Regions from separate parts of the Mus musculus genome. Here regions 2, 3, 4 and 5 are each linked to region 1. The links are chromatin contacts, called in public HiCAR-type and promoter capture Hi-C maps. All regions are on one chromosome and are shown on one strand. Each heading gives the region's core, a stretch centred on a gene start, on an enhancer-like site or on the middle of the called end of the contact. The rest is flanking DNA. Distances are from core to core; before and after follow the strand shown. Region 1 holds the start of Ctdsp2 (CTD (carboxy-terminal domain, RNA polymerase II, polypeptide A) small phosphatase 2). Region 2 holds the start of Stat2 (signal transducer and activator of transcription 2). Region 3 holds the start of Gls2 (glutaminase 2 (liver, mitochondrial)). Region 4 holds the start of Baz2a (bromodomain adjacent to zinc finger domain, 2A). Region 5 holds the start of Lrig3 (leucine-rich repeats and immunoglobulin-like domains 3).

Region 1 (2,688 bases), core at 96-2,595:
CCTGCAATCGGGGTGGGGGGTCGCGAGCCTCTGCCCACAGACAAACTCGCACTTTTTCGCTGCGCGATTCAGAAACACGCTGGGTCTGATGCCATCCGGCGAATTATGTAACCAGGGACACCGCTCCCGGGCTAAACAAACGCGGCTGTGTCTGTGCAGCGGCGGCCCCGGGGGAGCGCACGGGGCAGGGAGGGGCTCCGGCCGGGCCTCGGGTCCGGCTTGTTTGCTCCGCCGAGCCGCGAAGAGAGTCCCGCGCCCGGCAGTGACCGCGGCCCTCCCCCCTCCCCCACCACCGCCCCCGCCTCGGGCCGGTGAACTTCGTCCCGAGTCCCCGCGCCGCCACCGCCGAGCTCCCGGGCATCCCGGTCCTGCGTGAAAACTCCGGTCCCGGTGGCGTTCCAGCTCGGGACCCCTCGTACCCTCCCCAGAGCCCCGGGGCAGGCGCGCAGCGGTGGTGGGTGGGGGAGGAGTGACCACTCCATCTCCGCGGCTCGGGTGGGGGCGGCGCGGGTGGCCTGGCGCGACGCGCGCCCTCCCGAGCCTCTGACTGCCCCCGGGGGGGGAGGGGTGGCCGGACGGGTGACAGCTGCGCGGATGACACCCTCCCGCCCGGCGCTGGCAGCCGGGGCCTCGCTCAGCCCCCACCGGGGTCCGAGAGCCCGACGGGTGCGCGAGGACCGACGGACCCCGGGTCCAGCCGGATCCTCCGCCCCCTCCCCGTTCGGGGGCGACACAAAGTTTTGGGAAGTTGCGCCCCTACCTTGCTTGGTGAGCACCAGGGCGTCTTCCCTCCGCGCCTGGGTGATGATGGAGCCGTGTTCCATCTAACAATCCCGCGGGCCCGGGCTGGCTGGGCGGGAGGACGCGCGGGCGGGCGCGCAGGCGGGCTGGGCTGGGGGGCCTGGGCGGGGGCCCGTCGGGCTCCGGCTCCCGAGACTCCGACTCCCGCAGCTGTTCACATCCCCCTCGCGTTTCCTCCCCGGGCCGGGAAGGGAGGCGGCCTGCACAGAGGGCGGGCGGGCCAGGCGGCGGCTTCCCCGGTGCCCCCAGCCCCGATCCCCCGGTGGCAGCTCCGGGCTCCTCAGTTTGGGTCCAACATGGAGAATCCGGAGCGAAAACAAGAGGAGGAAATGGGACACGGGGCGGTTTCCAGGCTCCCCCCTCCCCTCCGTACTCCAGATAAACAACCCGCGGCTGCAGCGCCCACCCCCGCGCTCCTCCCAGATCTTGGGCCGGCCTCTTCGCCGCCTGCCGGCGCGTTCCGCTCCAGGCCAGCGTCCTAGGCCCCGGGACCCTCCTCCGGCGAGCAGCGGGGGCCGCGGACCCTGCAGAGGTTTGCTATTTTCTTACGGAAAAAGCGAATCCCCGAGGGGGGTGGGGTGGCGGGCGGGCAGGCTGGCGGGGGAGACTTGAAACCGCTCCGGCACTCCGATTGGCCCGCTCGCAGAAAGGGGGCGTGGCCCCTCCTTACTATGCGGTGCAAGGACCCAACAACATTCCAGTCGCCACGGCCACGCCCCCGGGCCACTCCCCGCTTGCTGGGCTGCGGCCTCCTGGTCCTCTCGGCCACACCCCCTTCCCAACTACTTAAAAAGGCCACTCCAACGCTCCGCTTTCCGTGCTCGGTGCTGGGGTGTTTGTGTTTCCGACGCTTTACTCCAAGAAGGCTCAATGGTTCCGCCCTACGAAACCTGGGGAAAAATGGAGAAGCCAGATTGGGTTCGAGGCAGTTACGGTATTTCCTGCTTAGAGCCCAGTGCCTTATATAAGAATACCGCTGATATGTACCTGGGAAGGAGTGTGTAGGGGGCGGAACCGAGACTCCAGAGTGTGAGGAATGGAACTGACCTCTGGAAATGACACCTTATGTATTAAGGCCACCTTAGGTGCCAGCCCCTCCCACTCAGGCATCTACCCTATCCTCCCAGTCCAGCTCCCCCTCCCACCCCCAACTCCCATCTCATGGTTCCATCCTCAGTTTGAGGAGGATAGAGGTGCTTAGTGGACCCAGAAAGCTCTCCCTCATTTTTTAGGCCCAGGCTCAGGTTTGAACTCCCAAACTTAAGGTTTCTCAGGAAGGGTTTCTCCACTTGTCTGCTAGGAGTAGCAGCTCCAAAGAAGCAGTTTTAACTCTGTATCGGGTTGTTGTAAAAATTGTATGCTGTATATGCACCCCATTGCACCTGAAGGAGGTCTCTTCTATCCTTCCACAGTGGGCTCTGGGAATCAAACTCGGCTTTCCTGGGAAGCGCTCTTACTGGCTAAACCATCCCATTGACCCATTTCAAATGCTTTTTGGTGATGGATGAGTTACTATGATTCAAGGCCATAGTTCCTGGGGAATGGGGGGTGGGGGGCACCTGGTGGCTTTCCTACTGCAGTCCTCATAGCTAGACATTTGTGTCTCTTCATCTTGTCCAAGTAGGTCATAACCTACAAGGCACTATCATCATATGTATATATCCTATGTTCCTTACAAGTGCGAATGTTTCTACACACACACACACTGCTCTTTTTTCCCCTTTTTTCCCCCTTTTCTTTCTTCTTTTTTTTTTTTTTTTTTTTTTTTACATAACACCATTTTAATGAAAATGCTGTTTTTCTAAAATGAATGTGACTGTTAGAGAGGATCTGAATGATGCTTATGTAACCTCAAACCCTGAGTCTGGGTAGATTCTAATTCATTAA
Region 2 (2,688 bases), core at 130-2,629, 1.3 Mb before region 1:
ACCATGGCTGGGAATTGAACTCAGGACATCTGGGAGGGCAGACAGTGCTCTTAACTGAAGAACCATCTCCATAGCCCTGATCCAATCTCTCTTCAAACAAAATGTTTGTTTTCATTTTAGCTTTCTTGCAATCCTTGATCCTCGTGCCTTACTCTCTGTGAAAGCTTTGGTTGAGCTACAGCTCCAAACGGGTACTTGACTCTTTAAATTATATGCCTGTATTGCTTCTAAGAAACAAAAACTTGACGGGTGGTGTTGGTGCACACCTTTAATCCCAGCTCTTGGGAGGAAGAGGCAGGTGGATCTTTGAGTTTCCAGGACAGGAGGGCTACACAGAGAAACCCTGTCTCAACCCTCACACCCAAAGTCTGCCTAAGTGAACTAACTGCACGTAGGCTATAGGGGCTGCAACAAAGTACTTTCTCTAGTTGGCTTCACTCTCCGATATCAGTTTTGCACTGAATAAGGTTTTCTGAAATAAACTAGACTTTGTGTGTAACCTTAAGCAAACAGTTTCACCTCTAGGACTATAGTTTATATGTATTATATGTATATAATATATATATATACATATGTGTATATATATATATTATACAAACACACACACATAATGATCAAGGATGTCTTTCTTATTTATTTATTTATTTGTGCAAGGATCAAAAATTATGTAAAGGGCCTCGAGAGATGGCTCCATGGTTAAGAGCACTGGCTGCTCTTCCAGAGGACCTGGGTTCGGTTCCCAGCCCCCACATGGCTGCTCACAACCATCTTAACTCCAGTCCTAGTAAATTCGGCCCTCTTCTGGCCAATTCAGGCACGCACCTAGTACATAAACACAACATGCATACAAATTTTAAAAATATAATAAGGAAGCAAACAAATAAGTAAATAGATTCGCAGAGCAGAGGTTAAAGCTTTGGCTTATGACAAGGATCATAATGGGTACATAGAGCAGCTGCAAGGGTTGCGGAGGAGTTTTGGAAGGAAGTCGACAGGGTTGAGAAGTAGAACTGTGCAGCGGTGCAGCATCCTGCAGGGTGTTCGACTTCAGCCAGAGAGCAGAAGCCTTGTCTACAGGGGCATCACCCGGGGCAGCAGCCCTTCCCGGGAACCGGCTGGCACCTCCGCCCCGCTCCGCACACCCTTTCGGGGCCTGTACCTTCTGAGGGTCCAGTGCCGCTCCTTCCAGTGCTCTCGCTGCAACTTCCAATTCTCCAAGCGGTTCAAGGACCCGTTTTCCACCCTCCCCCGACTCCGGCGGACCAAGATAGCGAACAGCGGAATGGGTCACCCGGCTGGCGGAATGGATCACCCGGCTGTGGACGCTCGGCGTTCCGGGATCGGTGGGGCGACCGAAAGCTTAGCCACGCCCTCCCCGCGTGTCACTCTCATTGGCTGAAACACAACCCCGTTCAGCGCTGGGCTGGACAAGCTGCTTGAAACCACACCGCCGACTTCAGTGATTGGCGGAGAGGGAGAAGCTCGTTAGTGCCCGCTCCCGCCCCCCTAGTCGGGCGGAGCCCAACTAAAGTCTTAGCCAGGAATTCTAGCAGCTGATTTACCCGAACCGAACCGTGAGTTCTAGGGAAAGGAAACTGAAACCAGGGTGCGTGAAGGCACCTAGGACTCCATAGAAAGGGTGGGACCTGCGTCCCTTAGGATAGGGAGGGAAGAGCTGAGGTAATAAGGTATTTTTGAGGATATGAATGATAAATACTGTGGGTTCATGATAACGCTTTTTAATTTCTATAATCACTTGTTCAGGTGGAAGTTAGCCAGCCCCATTAGAGTGTAAAAATCTAAGTTTCAAGAAGGAAATTACTGGCAAGCGATGACAGTATCCCAAACCATCCACCCACCCATCCATCCATCTACACTTCTCTTGTCAGAATTTTCCACTTATTGGTTGTTTTGTTACTATCTCTTGTACGCCAAGACACCATAGTTCTTTAATAAAGGCCACTCCCAGTTAGAAGTTGTACTTTCAACTTCTGACACAAAATTAGACATGGCTATTTCTTCCACAACACCGATATCTGTGGTGGCATCCTTTCCGGTCTCTGGCTGATGGGTGGTCACCTCTGGCTGAGGGGTGGTCACCTCTTTCTCATCATAATAATACTGGATCAGCCGCTGAACCCCAGCCTTCATCGCTGGCTTAAGAGCAGCCGTGATCACCGCACCAGCTGGGCCCCCTGACGCGCCTACCATGGCCATCAAGAGATCATAACCCAGATCTATGGCCCCATCTCGACCTCGTTCCTTGGCCTTGTCAGAGCAGTTCTTAATGGCGTAATACAAAGCTGTGCCTAGGTTGTAGTAGGTGCCTACTGCTGGTAGTAGGTCAACCACATTGTGGACACTCTGTTCCTGATCATTGTCGCAGTCTGTGTTGGAAATCGAACGTTTGGCCCTCTTTGGACCTGGCTGCTCCCAGGCTAAGAGCTGCAGAGCAGAGGACAGGGCATCCACAGACACTTCCCGGTCTGTGTGTCCACTCTTCTGGAGCTCCTGGAGATGGTGGATGAGGGCTTGTGTAGCCTCCACACCTCCTAATCGGTAAAGCTGAAGCTGAAGAGCCCAGACCTCAGCCTGGCAGCCAGCTGCCTCCAGAGCATTCCTTAGAGCCAGGCCTACCAGGAATTTGGAGACAGGGGGCATGTAAGTGAAGCCAGGCAGGGACTTGGG
Region 3 (2,688 bases), core at 73-2,572, 1.2 Mb before region 1:
GCAAATGGTATTTGCTTACCCAACCATATTTATTGGTGTTGAGGTAGTTTGCTGTGTCAGTCTGGTTCATTTAATTATGGTGTGCATATGTTTCTAAATATCACTAAGCTGATATGATAGGGAAAAAACGGTCCATTTCCTATACTGCCATAATGAGGCAGGAGCTACCAGGACAACGTCCAGCTGGATGTCTGAGGATAACAAATTTCATGCTTTGAAAACACTCCTCTTGGGGCTGGAGAGAAAGCCCAGCTACTAAGCATTCCTGGGCAATGTATGCTGGGGGGGGGGGGGTCGACTTCCTGGGTTGAAGATGGCCCCAAAGGGGAAAAACACTTCAATTTAGAGAGGCAGAGCAACGCAATAGCTGACTGGTTTAGGAACTGTCTCACAATTTTCTCATTTATGAATAATCAACGCATTCCAAAACCAAGTTGGAAACTTGATTATCAGTGTTTTGCCAGCATATAAGATATTCCACGGTTAAGCTCTGCTACAAAAACACTCCGGACACATACGCACCTACGTGCGCATCAGCAATGACGCACACCGCACATTACCCACTGACGACAGGCAGAGACAAGAAACCCCACACAGTCAGACCCAAGCGCACTTGGACCTGGGGCAGGAAGCTGTTCGATATCCACAAAATTCCCTAAAATACTGGGACCAGAGAAGAGAGGCTGGGGATGGGCAGGTGTGCACTCGGCCCTGCACTCAGACACGTGCACCAAGCAACACTCCGCGCCCATCTGCGTTCCCAAATAAGTACGCACCTTGGACAGGCATCATCTCGAAGACCGACCTGCCCAAACGCCCTCCCGGGCGGACAGCACCTGACCGCCCGAGCGCGGCGGACAGCACCTGACCGCCCGAGCGCGGCGGACCCAAAGCCCCACATCTAAAGGAAAAGGCATCGCAGGCTAGTGAGCGCGGAGAGGAGATGAGATGCGCTCGCTCTCTGGGGAAGGGGACTCCCAGGGAGCTAGCGAGAACGACAGTGGGAGTGGGAGCCAGCCTGTCCCCTGCCCCTGTCCCGCGAGCCTTACTGATCCGAGTGCTGCGGCTGGTGGCTGTGCGGCGTCCCCCTGCCCTGCGCTGCGGCCTCACCGAGGTAGTACCGGACGCCCCTGCCCAGAAGCGGGCCCCGGCTCGGATGACCCCAGCCTCCCCGCCGACCGTGGCTGCCCGCGCGGCTCAGCGCGTTCTGCAGAGCCCTCATGGAGCGCATGCCCCCGGCGCGCCACCCGCTCGGCCCGGGCGCTCCAGACGTGCGAGCGGCGGCGAGGAGGGAGGGGCGGAAGAGTGGCGGGCGAGACTAGGAGCCCGGGAGCAGTCCTGGGGCCAGTGGAGCCTGCGGGGGGGGGGTGGGGGGGGGAAGGACCGGCCCGGTGGGAGTGGTTGGGGTCCGGGGAGGGGCCAGTCCGGGACGACTCGGATCCCGCAGGTACACCCATAGTCCCCTCACAGCCTCCAGCCAGGAGCGCCACGGGTTCGATTGAGGAGAAGCTGGAGGCGGCTGGGTGGGGAGGGGGCGTGGTCTGGAGTCAAAAGGGACAGGAACCGCGTCCAATCACTGAGGAGGAGGAACGCTGGGAGGCGGGGAAAGGCGCGGGAGGCTGGGACAGTCGGGACACCGGCGCGCGTCAGAGCTTTGGCGGGGAGAGGATCGGCCTCTGCGCAGTCGGAGTTCGTGGAAACGCGCCAGGGCTGGGGACGACGGAGTGCTCTGGTGCAGATGAAAACGCCACACTTTCAAAGAGAGATGAGAGCGAGCGGGATGCGGGAGCCACGTAGTGACCTTCCATGTTCGAAGGCCAGGGGTGGCCAGTGCACACTTACAGGCAGGCGGTGCGGGCTGCAAACACCCCAATCACGGATGCGCGCTGGCGCTGAGTGGACAGAAAGACGGTCCAGAAGCAGCCCGCCGCGCTTCATTGCTAGGCGTCATGGAGCCCAGGTTCTTAGGTCATTTGGTGGCTGCGGAGGACTTATAGTCTCTCTCTAAAGTTCTCTTTCTCTAAAGTTCACGTATTAAAATAAGCCAGTGAACTCAAAATCTTCCCCCCCCCCACCCCCCCCAGACAGGGTTTCTCTGTATAGCCCTGGCTGTCCTGGAACTCACTTTGTAGGCCAGCCTGGCCTCGAACTCAGAAATCCGCCTGCCTCTGCTTCCCAAGTGCTGGGCCGGCTGAAATCTTTTTTTATTGTTGTTTTAGAAACAGGGCTTTGAGATATAGCCCTTGTTGCCGTAGTACTCAGTTTGTAGCCCGTGTTGGCCTTGAATTCGTGGCCAACCTTCTACCTCAACTTCTCAAGTGCTAGAATTGCAGGGGTGTGCAACACCACACGCATGCCGGTGCGCGTGCACACACACACAAACACACACACACACACGACAAAAAAGCAAAGAAACACAAAACATATACGTGCTCCCCCAATTGTTTTTAGTTTTAAGACCTGGCCTCTCCGTATCTCTTAGAACTTACGAGCTAGACCAGCCTGACCTCAAACTCTCAGATCCACCTACTTTAGGCTCCAGAGTGTTGGGATTAAAGGTGTGGTCTTGGTTTGTAGTGGAGAAAATGCACAAAATTTAGGAGAATTAAAAATGTGGTGGTCAGCATTCCTGGAGTCCCAGCGCCAGGGATGTGGAGACAAGTGGGTCAGTAGTTCAACGTCATCTGA
Region 4 (2,688 bases), core at 74-2,573, 1.1 Mb before region 1:
CTGGGGCTATGAGATGGTGGTATGCATCCTAGCTGTACCTTCCCTTTCCTCTTCAAGACACTCCAAGCATCCAACCTTAAGCACTACAGGACACACACACTGCGCCCTTCCCAGCACCTTTAGTTGTGACTCAGAGTAGTATAAGACAAACCCTGACACCCATTCTACTAATTCTGGAGGCAGGGGCACTAGAGAAGGAGCTCGGGGCTCAGCTGGATGGAAAGAGTATTTCCTATTGAAGGTAGGGTAATTATAAAGACCTCCCACTCCATGACTGAACCGATCTTGCCTTAGCCACAGCTCTTGGCCCTGTAGCAATTCCCATTGGTTCCTTTTCGGCACTCAGGTTCGGAGGAGACAATCTCACCGTATTTTGGTAAGGTTAGGTTCTCTCATAATATGCCAAAAAGATTGTAACCCCTCCCCTTCTCCAAGTGGGTCTGCGCCCCTCGGATTTAGTCTCCAAATTCCCCAACGGACAGCTGGGCATATGATAGGCATATAAGACAGTGACATCTCGGGGTTTTTGTTTGTTTTGTTTTCTGGAGTAACCTGAAATAGAGAAGGTTGGGCTTCCTTTGCCTTACCCAGCACCCCCAATCCCTTAGAGACTTAGCCCCAGTCTTGTTCTGCCGCAACAGCCGCTGAAGCGGAGTATCACAAGGTTCCCGCAGCGCCGCTGCCCCCGGCGCCCGGACTAGGGGGAGGGGCCAGCTCCAGCGGGGCCGAGCGCCCTTCCCACCGAGATCAGGGGGCGGTGCTCGGGTCCGACCCCAAACTCGGCAAGAAAAGCTTTAGGTGAGACTTAGCTGAACTTGAAGGGTGAGCGGAGCAGGGCGGACAGCGCCCGTAACGTGCGTCGTACCCCCCGCCCCCCGCACTACCAGGAGAGGGGTTGGGGTGGCGGTTATCTCCCCCCCCCTCCGGGGTTAGGATGGCGTGGGAAAGCGCTAGTTCCAGAGAAGAGGAGGCGAAACCCAGACCGCGGGAGAGCTTTCTGGCGAGGGAGGCGCGGGGGAGGGGAGATCCAGGGCCGGAATAGGAGGGGTTCCCGGGAGAGGATGGCGGAGAGGCGTGAGAAGCCTCCGGATCCCGGGCGCAGAGGACAGGGGAGGAACGGGCGAGGAGGCAGGGCGGGGGAGAGAGCAAGGGCAGCGGGCGCAGGGAAGGTCAGAGCTTGGATCCCAGGGGAGGAAGCGGCTGCGGGGACGCCCTGCCCTGGACCCCGGGCCTGGAGGCGGATGCCGGGCCTCACCTGAAGCAGGGCCGGGCCGGGCGGCGGCGGCGGCGCAGGTGGCCGAGCCGGGCGGCGGCGCCTCCTCCCCCAGCCCGAGGCCGGCGGCGGAGGGGGGGGGGGCGGCGCTTAAAGGGGCAGGAGCCACCCGGGTGAGGACGAGCGCTCAGGGACGGCTGTCGCGAAGGCTCCGCTGGGGGAGGGGACGGCGGGTGGCGTCTCCTAGGGGCCAGAACCAGGAAGGATCCCAGATGCAGGAAAAGACAGAAACTTCTGCGGCGTAGTTGGGGACAGCGGTGGGTCTGAACTGGAGTACTTGAAGAGCTCTTTTTGCCGGCACGGGGCGCCCAGCTAAGACTTATTCACAAAGGAGGCTGGAGAGACAGTGGGAGCCACAAAGATTCAAGGAGGCCTAGGAGAGCAGGAGAGGGAACTCAAGGCCGAGAGCATGTCGGGGTCACGCACAGCGCCCTGCTAGGTAAACAGGCTTCTCCCGGCCCTATCCGTACTACAGCTGTACAAATCTGGAATCAGGAAACCACAGAGGCAAAACGCTCTCTGTCCTGTCAATGGTGGAGGCCATCCGTAACAGGGTCGTGAGGCTGATGCAGGGCTAAGAATCGACTTTATTCATTGCTCGGTTTGGCCCCAGCCACCACCACCACCCTTGCAGCAACCTCTGGGGCAACAGGAAGCAGCTGCTCAGTGCAGCCCCGACCCGGTGGTGGGTTAAAGGGGGGAGGAAGAAACACCGAGAGAAACTAGGGGGAGGGGAAGCATCTCTTACAAGACCAAGACTGAACTAGTAATGAATACAGTAAAATACTACTTGAATCTCTGCACTTAAATTGGAGCGGGGGGTTCTAGGGTGAGGAAGGAAGCCCTAACCTAAGATACAACCCCAGGCTCTTCCTTAGAGCTGGAGCTTGCCAATGCTCAGCAGCTCACCAGCTAAGCCCCGTGTCCCCCCCACAGTCCGTTTCTCTTCCTTCACTCCCCCAAAAGAGCAAAGGTTAGGCCCCACCCCTGCTGAGTCAGCCAGAGAGGGAGCTGGGCATCCCTCAGGCCTTTCCCAGGGGCAGCTATCATACTTACCCATGTCAGGCTGGCAGGACTCAGGATTAGGACCCAGATTCTCACTGTCCTTGGGTCTTGCTTCAATTGAAGGCTACTGTTGGATCCTGTCCAACTATGGGCTGGGAACTCGCAAACCCCAAAAAAGCCAATGTATGCTTCCTGCGAACGACACAGCCTGAACTGCTGTAGGGTGATGTCCCTGTATGACAGACTGGGGTGGGAGGGAGGAGGGAAGGGCGGGGCTTTCATTGGGTGGAGAGAGGGAGGAGGCGAGGACAGGGCCGACCGGAGAAATATGGAGGAAGGTTAGAACTATATTAATACTTTAGGACTGTGGTTGAAGGGGACAGTAAAGGATGAAGGAAACAAAGAGTTAC
Region 5 (2,688 bases), core at 64-2,563, 1.0 Mb after region 1:
TCTTTAAGTATGAAGTGATTTGATTTCTTTTAAACGGGACAACTTCTTTTTTTTTTAAGTGCAACTTTTGCTTTTTTGCTTATGGCTTAAACGCCCCCTCCAATTTTAACAAAATTAGGGGTTGGGAGAGAATAAAGAGAGCTGACATTTGTAAGGACTCGCATTTCCAAGTAAATTATATTTTCTTCCGTGTTCTATCCACACAGTTGGCAGTGACTTCGGGGTTTCTGGCTTCCCAGCTAAAATCCGCCAAACAGCACTCAGCGCAGGCTCTAAACTTGCCCAGATCTCGGTTGTGAAAACCTACTTCCTTTGCTTAATCTACCCGATCAGTCTTCGCACCCAACTTCTCACAGTAACCAAGACGCAGACGCATTTCAAAGTGGCCCGGGAGCGAGGCTGATGGTCTGCTAATGTGAAATTAAGCACTGCGGAGAGAAAAAGTCTGTGCGGCTTTGCTTGAGCAAGGGGGGTTATAAGAGAAAGGCGCGCCTGCAGTGACCGTCTAGGGACCCTAACTAACCCCTGAGAAGCTACAGTTGGGCCAGTTTCCTACATAAACTCAGAAGAAAACTTGCAAAATACAGTGTCTCGCAGACTGGCTCCCAATCGCAGGCGTCGGGTCTGCTGGCCTAGGAGTGGCGACTCAAGAACCCACCTGCGCGGATGCAGAGGGAGACTGAGTCCCCCCACAGGGCTCCGGTAGCGGCCTGGGCGCTGTATAGTGCGCTCTGAGCCCCGGGCCTAGGCGGACTCTTCTGGTCTCGCACCCCTGGCGGGCCGGTCTCCTTCACCCCACCGGAATGATACTGATACTCACAGCCGTGTGACCCAGGCCGGGAGAGGATCGGGAAGGCGAACCAGCCGCCGCCGGCTGCAGTCCAGCAGGTCCCCGAGGCAGTGGCAGGCGGCTGGACACGGGCGCTGCGCATCGTCGTCCAAGAGCTGCCCGGGAGCCCCGTGGCCTCCGCTTCCCGCCGGGCCCGCGCGCCCCAGCCCCGCGCACAGCAGCAGTCCCAGCGCCGCGGTGGCCGCTCGGAGTCCGGGAGCACCCATCGCCGCGCGCCCCGCCGCCTCCGGTTCGGCCCGGAGCTCTACAACCTCGCGCACCCCCAAAAGCACCGACTCCCAGACCGGGCTGGACACGCCGATCGCCGCCTCGTGCTCCTGGTGGCTCAGTCCCCGCACTGAAGGCCTCGCATGCCCCTGCACAGCGGGAGAGCCAGCAGCGGAGGACCGGCAGCCACGGTGAAGGCAGCCCGAGCGGCGTCCGAGAACGGGATGGCACGCCGAGAAACTTTTCCGCCTGCGGCGGGCGGCGGGGCGCGATGTCCCGGCGCGGCGGAACGGCGAGGCGGGGCGAGAAGGCGGGCGCGCGCCCATTGGCCCGCCTGGCACCCGCGGCCACGTGACAATAACAAGGCTCCAGCCCCGAGCCGGCGCCCGGGAGAAAGTGGAGCTGAGATTGTAGGAAATTCCGAGTTACATTTTCCAGCGTCTGCAGCCAGCAGTCTCCGCTATGTCCTGAGAACCATAGATCAGATGGAATGGGAGGGCAAGAGCGAGCCAGCGAAGGAGCGAGCCAGCGAAGGACTGAGCCGGCTGGTGCTCTGAGCTGCAGTTACTTAAGGGAAACTTTAGAGAGTACAGTTAAAGTAGTTGCAGTGTTCCAAGGCCTTTCAATTCCTAGCGAGAGAACTGTGTCGATTATTATATTGTTGGCGAATGAAACAGTGGCTTTCATAAAAAAAATTAATATCGGTGCCAGTGAGGTCTTTTATGCCCATAAATTGGACATATATAATGTATATGTATGCGTATTTGTATATGATGTATATGTATAGCCTGGCAACCCAGCACTGTATGGAAGAGGCAGGCAGACCTATGAGTTTCGGGCCGGCCAGGACAACACAGTGAGACCCTGTCTCAAACGTATGTGCACATGGATGGATGGCTAGATGGATGGACAAAGGACATGGTTTGGGATATGGGAGCTTGGTTTATAATAGATGGAGCTGGAGGGAATGATAATAAATTAATAAATAACTAAATAAATTAATAAACTAAATAATAAATTAATAAATCCAAGTTGGCAATCAGATTCCAAACAATAGTAGCTAAGAAGAATAAAAGCAACCACACTAATATATGCTAAGACCTTGAAAGAAAAAGCACACGTGCGCATGCACACACGAACGCACGCACAAACACACGTGCACATGCACACACATGCTTACACACACACACACACACACACACACACACACTTACCTTAGTCTACCTGCCTTTTGAATGATGACATTCTTGACTGAAAAGTCTACCAGACTTAAATAAGCTTATCTGTCTGTGGGGTATATTGAGGGAGGAGGTAGAACCAAAATACCAGGCACCCCTGAAGTCTGTCTGGATGTACTCAGCCTGTAACCTGGGTAGCAAGGTGTTGAAAATAATGGAGACCTCAGAGTTGATCTGCTAACACCTCAGGGAAAATAGGTCCCAAAGAGATACCTAACATTTTGTAGGGTGACATAAACTAATTTTAAGGCTCTGTTTCTGTAGGTTGTTGGCTGCATGGTATCTGCCCAAGCATGTCTGTGACTTGGGTTACTTAATCAGCTAGTTGATGCAGGATGAGATAGCTGATGGAATTGAGACTTTAACCCCATGACCATTGACTTGCACTGTAGC

The links. Promoter capture Hi-C pulls out the DNA fragments that hold promoters and counts their contacts. HiCAR-type assays count read pairs that join an accessible place to other places.
Region 2: a contact with region 1 is called in a promoter capture Hi-C map of pre-B cells, with 2.1 times the contacts expected there. The contact joins the promoter of Stat2 here to the promoter of Ctdsp2 in region 1.
Region 3: a promoter capture Hi-C map of pre-B cells shows a contact between it and region 1, with 5 times the contacts expected there. The contact joins the promoter of Gls2 here to the promoter of Ctdsp2 in region 1. A contact is called at or near these places in 1 of 39 promoter capture datasets (pre-B cells) and 1 of 115 datasets of contacts at active chromatin or transcription factors (pancreatic cancer cells).
Region 4: a promoter capture Hi-C map of pre-B cells shows a contact between it and region 1, with 4 times the contacts expected there. The contact joins the promoter of Baz2a here to the promoter of Ctdsp2 in region 1. A contact is called at or near these places in 1 of 39 promoter capture datasets (pre-B cells) and 1 of 9 other capture datasets (adipose tissue).
Region 5: a contact with region 1 is called in a HiCAR-type map of astrocytes, with 3 times the contacts expected there. The contact joins the promoter of Lrig3 here to the promoter of Ctdsp2 in region 1. A contact is called at or near these places in 5 of 115 datasets of contacts at active chromatin or transcription factors (astrocytes, embryonic stem cells, extraembryonic endoderm stem cells and 2 more).

The regions. Positions count from the first base shown.
Region 1 is chr10:126,977,374-126,980,061 of GRCm38.p6, reverse strand. Ctdsp2 (CTD (carboxy-terminal domain, RNA polymerase II, polypeptide A) small phosphatase 2) reads right to left here and starts at 1,345. Exons shown (of 8, transcript NM_001113470.1): 1 at 761-1,345. The coding sequence starts at 824. Gm40798 (a long non-coding RNA gene) reads left to right here and starts at 2,542. Exons shown (of 2, transcript XR_872169.3): 1 at 2,542-2,688.
Region 2 is chr10:128,269,189-128,271,876 of GRCm38.p6, reverse strand. Stat2 (signal transducer and activator of transcription 2) reads right to left here and starts at 1,379. Exons shown (of 24, transcript NM_019963.2): 1 at 1,160-1,379. Apof (apolipoprotein F) reads right to left here. Exons shown (of 2, transcript NM_133997.3): 2 at 627-2,688. The coding sequence ends at 1,918.
Region 3 is chr10:128,193,269-128,195,956 of GRCm38.p6, reverse strand. It overlaps Gls2 (glutaminase 2 (liver, mitochondrial)), which reads right to left and starts at 1,322. Exons shown (of 18, transcript NM_001033264.3): 1 at 1,050-1,322. The coding sequence starts at 1,231.
Region 4 is chr10:128,091,418-128,094,105 of GRCm38.p6, reverse strand. Baz2a (bromodomain adjacent to zinc finger domain, 2A) reads right to left here and starts at 1,323. Exons shown (of 30, transcript NM_054078.2): 1 at 1,256-1,323.
Region 5 is chr10:125,964,844-125,967,531 of GRCm38.p6, reverse strand. Lrig3 (leucine-rich repeats and immunoglobulin-like domains 3) reads right to left here and starts at 1,313. Exons shown (of 19, transcript NM_177152.5): 1 at 821-1,313. The coding sequence starts at 1,056.